Regions from separate parts of the Mus musculus genome. Here region 2 is linked to region 1. A link is a contact called in public HiChIP or PLAC-seq data. All regions are on one chromosome and are shown on one strand. The core of a region is the stretch at or near the end of the contact, and the rest is flanking DNA. Distances in the headings are between cores, read along the strand shown. Region 1 holds the start of Erc1 (ELKS/RAB6-interacting/CAST family member 1). Region 2 holds the start of Il17ra (interleukin 17 receptor A).

Evidence for each region. HiChIP or PLAC-seq counts read pairs in DNA pulled down with a chosen protein or histone mark.
Region 2: a contact with region 1 is called in an H3K4me3 HiChIP or PLAC-seq map of embryonic stem cells, with 7 read pairs. The contact joins the promoter of Il17ra here to the promoter of Erc1 in region 1. A contact is called at or near these places in 1 of 39 promoter capture datasets (liver), 1 of 115 datasets of contacts at active chromatin or transcription factors (embryonic stem cells) and 1 of 9 other capture datasets (adipose tissue).

What each region holds. Positions count from the first base shown.
Region 1 is chr6:119,846,668-119,849,965 of GRCm38.p6, forward strand. It overlaps Erc1 (ELKS/RAB6-interacting/CAST family member 1), which reads right to left and starts at 1,483. Exons shown (of 21, transcript NM_053204.2): 1 at 1,210-1,483. It overlaps 3110021A11Rik (RIKEN cDNA 3110021A11 gene), which reads left to right and starts at 1,526. Exons shown (of 1, transcript NR_030776.1): 1 at 1,526-2,362.
Region 2 is chr6:120,461,674-120,464,971 of GRCm38.p6, forward strand. It overlaps Il17ra (interleukin 17 receptor A), which reads left to right and starts at 1,524. Exons shown (of 13, transcript NM_008359.2): 1 at 1,524-1,793. The coding sequence starts at 1,656.

The sequences.
Region 1 (3,298 bases), core at 233-2,732:
CAAAACCAAAGAAAAAGGGGGGGGGGGGGAGACAACAGTAAGTACACCTGAAAATAAAAAAATAAAATCGATCTTCAAGAAAGCCAGATCATGTCTAATCTCACACTTGGAAGGCTGAGACAGAAGAAGAATCGGAAAAATAGGGACATCCAGATAACTCAACAGAAAAAAGTGCTTATGTCACAAGTCTAATAACCAAAGTTTGATCCCAGCCATCCACAGTGGGAGAACCAAGTCCCAAAAGCTTTGACCTTTGACCTCAAAGAGGGAGGGAGTAATCTATCGTGTGTATGCCAGGCACACACACATAATGATTAAATAAACGCAAAATGTATCAAGGTCTATTGAAAAACAAGATGTAAGAGACAGTTGCACTTTAAACGCTTAAGCAATTTCATACAGTCATCTCCAACAGAACTGTTCACAGTTCGCTCAAAGCAATCAGCCACAACCACCTGCAACTATTACTCTGAGTCCAGGGCCTTTTCTTAACGGGTCAACTCAAAAATGAAAAATGGTACAAAGAGATCAAGCACAGGAGAGGGGGTTGAGGGGGGCAAGGAAAAGAAAAGGCTGATAGCACTTTTGAGGGGCTAAGAGTAATGAGACTCACTCCTTCATGGTTGGTTGCTATAGAATGAAGTTGTCTAAACACCAACATCTTCCTTCTTGTGTGTAAAAACCTCACTCACTCGCGCTCCCAATTTACCAACCCCAAGTCAACGCAAAGGGATTCTCTTCCCTCAGCGAATTCTACTCATCTGACCAAGAAAAGAACCAAAACCCTAGAGTGGCAATGTGAGATCTGCTGCAGTAGCCCCTCCAGCTACCTCCAAGGCGACATCCATGCCTCATTTTCCATCTGAAATACAACCTTTCCTCTTCTATCTAACCAGGTTCAAAATAATAAGATCATCTTAAACATTTTACATCCGATCCACCTTGGCCGCACCCCAACTCCAGGGCTCCCCAATAGCCCCACATCATGCCTCCCACCCTCGGCTCTCGGTGGGCCAGAAGCCCCCCACCTCCCACCTCCAGCAGCGATCCTTACCGCCAGCGCCTTCGCTCCCGCCCAATCCGGGAGCTCCGCAGGGCGCGGCCGCCGGTGGGCTCGGGTGCGCTGGGGCGGGGTCCGCCCTCCCGACCTCCCCATCCTCCTCCCCACCCCCGGCCCAAAAAGGAGGGGGAGGGGTCCCCAAGCCTCACCTACAGCTCCGCCCCTCCCCAGGGGCGCTCTGCCCTGCCCAGCCAGGGCCGGGAGCGCCGAGCCGGGTAGGAAACGACAAATGCCTCGGCGCCTGCGACCTCTGGGCAGATCGAGGTTCCGCCTGACGAGCGAGCCGCTGCCGACGCGGCCGCCTTACTCTCCTCAGGGCCGCCGCTGCTGCTGCGGTTGCTGCTACTGCTTCCCGGACAGCCTGCCGCCGACACTACCACAGCCGCCGCCGCCGCCGCCACCGCCACAGCACGACCGGCGCCCGCGACGTCACCACGCCCCGCCCCCCGCGCACACCTAGCCCCACCCCCTGTCGCCCGCGCGGCGCCCTCGCCCCGCCTCCCGCTCTCCCGGGCCGCTGGGCTTTCCCTCGTCCCACTGGGAAGCGCCCCGCTACGCCGCTCCACGGGACCGCGCGCCAGGATCGACAAGTGCGGCGCTCCGAGGCCGCGAAGGTAACTGGGTGCCGAGGCAGGGTTGCGCCACACGTAGCGCCGCCCCTCACACACACACCCACACCCACACCCACGGCCGAGCGTCCACCGGGAGCCCGGGCCGCGATATTGAGCGAGGAAGGTGCGGACGAGGAGGGGCGGCGTTTGTCTCCTCCTGCTTGCCGTAGGACGTGGACTGCTGGAAGCCCCAGGAGTGGAGTGGCCTTTCCCAAACCTGGAGTCGCCCCGCCCCTTCCTTGGCAAGCCCGTTACCCGAACCCTGGGACGGCCGCCACCTTAGGAAATAAATAGCTCAGGGCTTGTCATTAGAGCCACGGCTGCCTGGACACCCTTTGTCCAAGAGAAGTTAGCTTCTCTCACCCTTGGCTTTTGCGCTGTGAGGCTGTGGAAGGCAATAATACTCTTGAGTCATCTGGGCTGTCCAAGCGGTCATGGCAAAAGACCCTCGCCTCAGTAGGTGGCTTTTTTTGCAAGGATCATTCCAGGGAGGAAGAGTGTGGGCGGAACCTGATGTCCACATGCAGTGTACTGTGCCAAATGCTTCACCGCGTTACCTTTTTTATTTAGCCCTCACACCAAGCAAGGCGAACTACAAAGCAGCTGCTACCTTATTTTAGACAGCCCAGTTTTCTGCTGCTGAATTTCAACCTTTGCCTTTTGTCAAGAGCAAGCCAAAAAAAAAAAAAAAAAAAAAATACGGAGGTGGGGGCAACACATAGTTACTAATCTTAAAAATGTAGATAAGCTATCTCTAAGCCGAAAATCCAAGGGTGGTGTGAATTACACTCATCCCCATACTCACAGCGCTTATTAAGCTAATTTGAAATGCCTTTGAGATGAGAGGAGCTAAGACTCACCGGTTTACTCATCCCTAACCTCCCACCATCATAATTAACCGGCTTACACTCTTCCTAATCCCATTAACATCTTCCCCCATCCTGTAGTATTCACGTTCATCCACCAAACTATATTTTGTCCTTTCCAGATTCTCTAATTGTTCCCTTCCAAAATGCACTTGGGTCATTACAGCTCCTTGGGCACACTAAACTGATTCCCCTTCAGTACATCTAACATATGACAGCCAATTGTTAGAGAGTGTGCAGCTAAACGGGACTATTCAGCAGCCAGAAAAGAATCTTCAAAGATTTCGTTTCTGGGGCTGGGAAGATGACTTAGTGGATACGAGCATTTGCTCTACAAGCAGGAGAACCTAAGTTTGAATCCCCAGCACCCACATAAAACCCAGGCATGGCTTCAAGTATCTGTAACACCAGCACTGCAGAAGGAGGACAGATTGATCCCAAAAGATGAGCTTCTGATGCAGTGAAAGACCCTGTCTCAAGGCAACAAGGCAGAGGGCAATAGAGGAAGACACCTGATGTCATACTCTGGTTCCTTACACACACACACAGAGAGAGAGAGAGAGAGAGAGAGAGAGAGAGAGAGAGAGAGAGAGAGAGAGAGAAATTGAGAAATTGAGATTTCATTTCTTAGATATCTAGGTACTCACCCATTCAAGCCATTCTTTATGGGCTGTTTTTCCAGATACTTCTCTGTATAATAAGTAAAGAGGCGCTTGCCTTGCTATAGGTGTATGTGTCTCTGTTGGGGGTTTTGTTTATCT
Region 2 (3,298 bases), core at 274-2,773, 620 kb after region 1:
ACAGCCTTGGGCGGGCTGAATTAGACCTTGTTTTGCTGCAGTAGGCTAGCCCACCTAGGGTGGAGTCTTCTGACCTAGGTAAAGTCTATTGTCCTGCCACTTCTGCAGCTTCCCACGAGATCCTGGCATAGTGGGGGATGGGGCCCCCCCTTTAAATTTCAAGGATTAAACATTGGGCCTTGATCAGAATCTTTGTCTTGGTCTCATTCTTCTCTAGTCATCATTCCTATCCAACCCCAGCTTTCCTTTCGGGAACCCAGTTCTCCGTGGCCGCTGGCGACTACACCTCCCGAGATGGGAATCAGCTCCCAAGAACCTTGGTAATAAAGAGAGAGCCCCTTGTTGGGTCTGAGAAAATAGCCAAAGGGTTTCAGTAAGACAAAAGTTTCCTTCTGCAAAACGGTGTACAGCCGTGTCTTACTGAGCGCATAAGCGCATCCAGTGAGAGTCGCGCTTGGTTTTATTCCCAACGTTAAGGGGTCCTGTGCCTTACTCCAGGTGGTCAGATCGTGGCCTCACATTCTTAGATGTTGCGGTTGATACCCAGAATGCAGTTTTTAGCAGCGGTGCAACCATGAGCACATATTTTCATTACAAGAAGTGTTAGTCTTGGAGAAATTTGAATTCCTAGTGGCTTCTTTGAATTTTTTTTTTCTCTCCAGGGGGTTCTAGAGGGCATCCCCAGGCCTTGTCAGAGACTCTGTCCGTTGTACTGCTCAGTCCCCCATCCTTCCACGCCTCTGCCCTCAGCCTGGCCTCAAACCTTCCTATGCTGTGTACCTTACCCAGCCAAACTGCACTCGGCGAGGCCACAGTGAGGCTCCTTGAAAGAGCTGGCTGTCTACACAGGCTGTCTCCGTTTCCCTCCTCTGATCCACTTTTAACCCTTCATACTTAGCAATGCTACCCCCCCCCCCCCACACACACACATCTCTGTTACAGAATGCCGTGTTTGCTTTAGTCCAGCCATGAGGTGACTAATTCACTGTCCAGGGTTTTGTTTTGTTTTGTTGGGTTTTTGTTTTGTTTTGTTTTGTTTTGTTTTTGAGTGTGCAAATGTATGATTCAACGCTGAAAGGGAAAAAATATAGTTTCATGGACTTGCTATATGAGACTTAAGCTACATGATCTGGCCATCAAAAACTAGAACTTTGTAGAAAAAACAAAAAAAACAAAAACGAGAAATAAGCATTACGACGATGCGATGGGCTTGTTTCTCCATAAAAACTGAAAGGGAGATTGAGCAAACAAACTCCTTGGAGTCCCGAGTCGGAAATTAGACTAAAATGATGAAACAGATCAGTGTAAACCGGGAGGGTACGATGGCGAGGACAGTCATAGCTCCACAGCAAGTTGACAGCGGGGCTCGGCTCCTTAAAACGGGTTCCTGGGCTCCTATCTTACTTAGCTGAGCAACATCCAAGGAGAGCCAAAGAGGCCAGGAGCACACCTGGGCCAAGGCGGAGGCGGGGCCAGAGGAAGGACAGCCCCCACCCAAGCCCCGCCCCGAGCGGCCCGCCCTCGGGGGAGCCGGAAGCGGGACAGAGGAGGCCGTGTGAAGCCGACGAGCGCCAGTCCTCGGCCGGGAAAGCCATCGCGGGCCCTCGCTGTCGCGCGGAGCCAGCTGCGAGCGCTCCGCGACCGGGCCGAGGGCTATGGCGATTCGGCGCTGCTGGCCACGGGTCGTCCCCGGGCCCGCGCTGGGATGGCTGCTTCTGCTGCTGAACGTTCTGGCCCCGGGCCGCGCCTCCCCGCGCCTCCTCGACTTCCCGGCTCCGGTCTGCGCGCAGGAGGTGAGAGAAGCCGGGCGGAGCGGGGATGCCCGGGCCGTCGGGGGTGGTGGAGAGGACGGCGGAGGGTGGTGAAGAGGTGTCAGAGGGGCGGGCGTCGGGAGGGCCGTCGGGAGTGCGGAGGGCTGTCAAAGGTGCTGAGAGCCGTCGCGAGTGCGAAGGGGCGGACGGCCCAGGCTCTGGCGGGCCCGGGGAGGCTGAAAGTCCGCCCTAGGGGCTCGGAGGACGGTCCCGGGCATGGGCGCAGCGTGGAGGCGCGCTGGCAGCGACTCCGGGAGTGGAGTCGCGGTGAGGGGGAGTTCTAGGGAAACTACGCGGGCGGCGGAGTCACTGGTAGCGCGAGGCGGGGTGACAATTCCGTCTGGGCCTCGGAATTGGAAGATGGAGGCACCAGAGGCTGGCAGCTCGGGATGGACATGGACCTAACCTTGGCAGGAGCTGAAATAATCTGGACTGGCCCCTAACTCCTTGCTTCCTGAGCAGTCAATCCTCCAGCTCTCCCATGCTCAGGTGCCCCAGCCTGGCCTCGGGGGTCCCCACAGGTTGGGTAGTGCGGGCGAGCCCAGTGCCCAGGGGAATCAAACAGGATGTGGGTTGAAAGATGCCGTCCATCCCATCTTTTTTTCACCACCACGTGTGTCCCAGAACCGAGCCTGCCAAAATTGAGTTAACATGTGTGGAAGTCTGCCAGTTTGTTACTGCCAGGGAGGACCACCCCACCCCCACGCCCCGCTGCGCTCTTAGGAAACTGACACACCCCTGGCGGTTGAACCTTACTTACTGTCAAAACAAAGCATAACAAAAAAACAGCGAACCTGTGCAAAACCTAGTGTCTGTTCCACGCATAAACTTTCCTCCCTGTCTCCCTTCAAGCCTTCTCTTCCTCCACTGGTTTTTCCAGCCCCTTCCCCTCCACTTCCACAGCTGACCCCAGGAACTGTGTCCAGTCGCTGAGTCGGAGGATATGAAACAAAAGGATAGTTCTTATCTAATTTTGTAGATTTACCAAAAGAGGGTGGGGAGAGGGTGACTATTTTTACTGGAAAAACTGTGTTTTTTAAAAAAGTCTGAGGGCTGCTGGGAAATGTCATAGTGCTCCCCGTACTGGGAAAGTCAGAGTGACATCTTCAGACAGGGCCAAAGTGTCAAAACATAGAGGATTGCTGTTTGTGTCTGGCTAGTCCTTTGCCAAGGGCCTCACGATACAAGTAAACTGAAAGTAGAGAAAGATGATTCCTGGGACTGCAGTGTCCAGGATGAAGTTGTCTTGGATGTAGGAACGTCTTGCAAGAGTGCTTTGCACAATCGGTGTGTGCAGAATCCAGGGAGGAGAAAATGACCCCCAGCTGGGCTGTTTCTCACTGAAAAGACATTTGAGCAGTTCTGTTCCAAACCAGGAGCCTCAGAAACATTTCGCTTAAAGCGTTCAAAAATCTCACTGGTGGAACGGTACCTGAAACAAGCAGGGTCAAGTGGAAGATGGGGGCATCTGTGGAACAGCAGAGAGA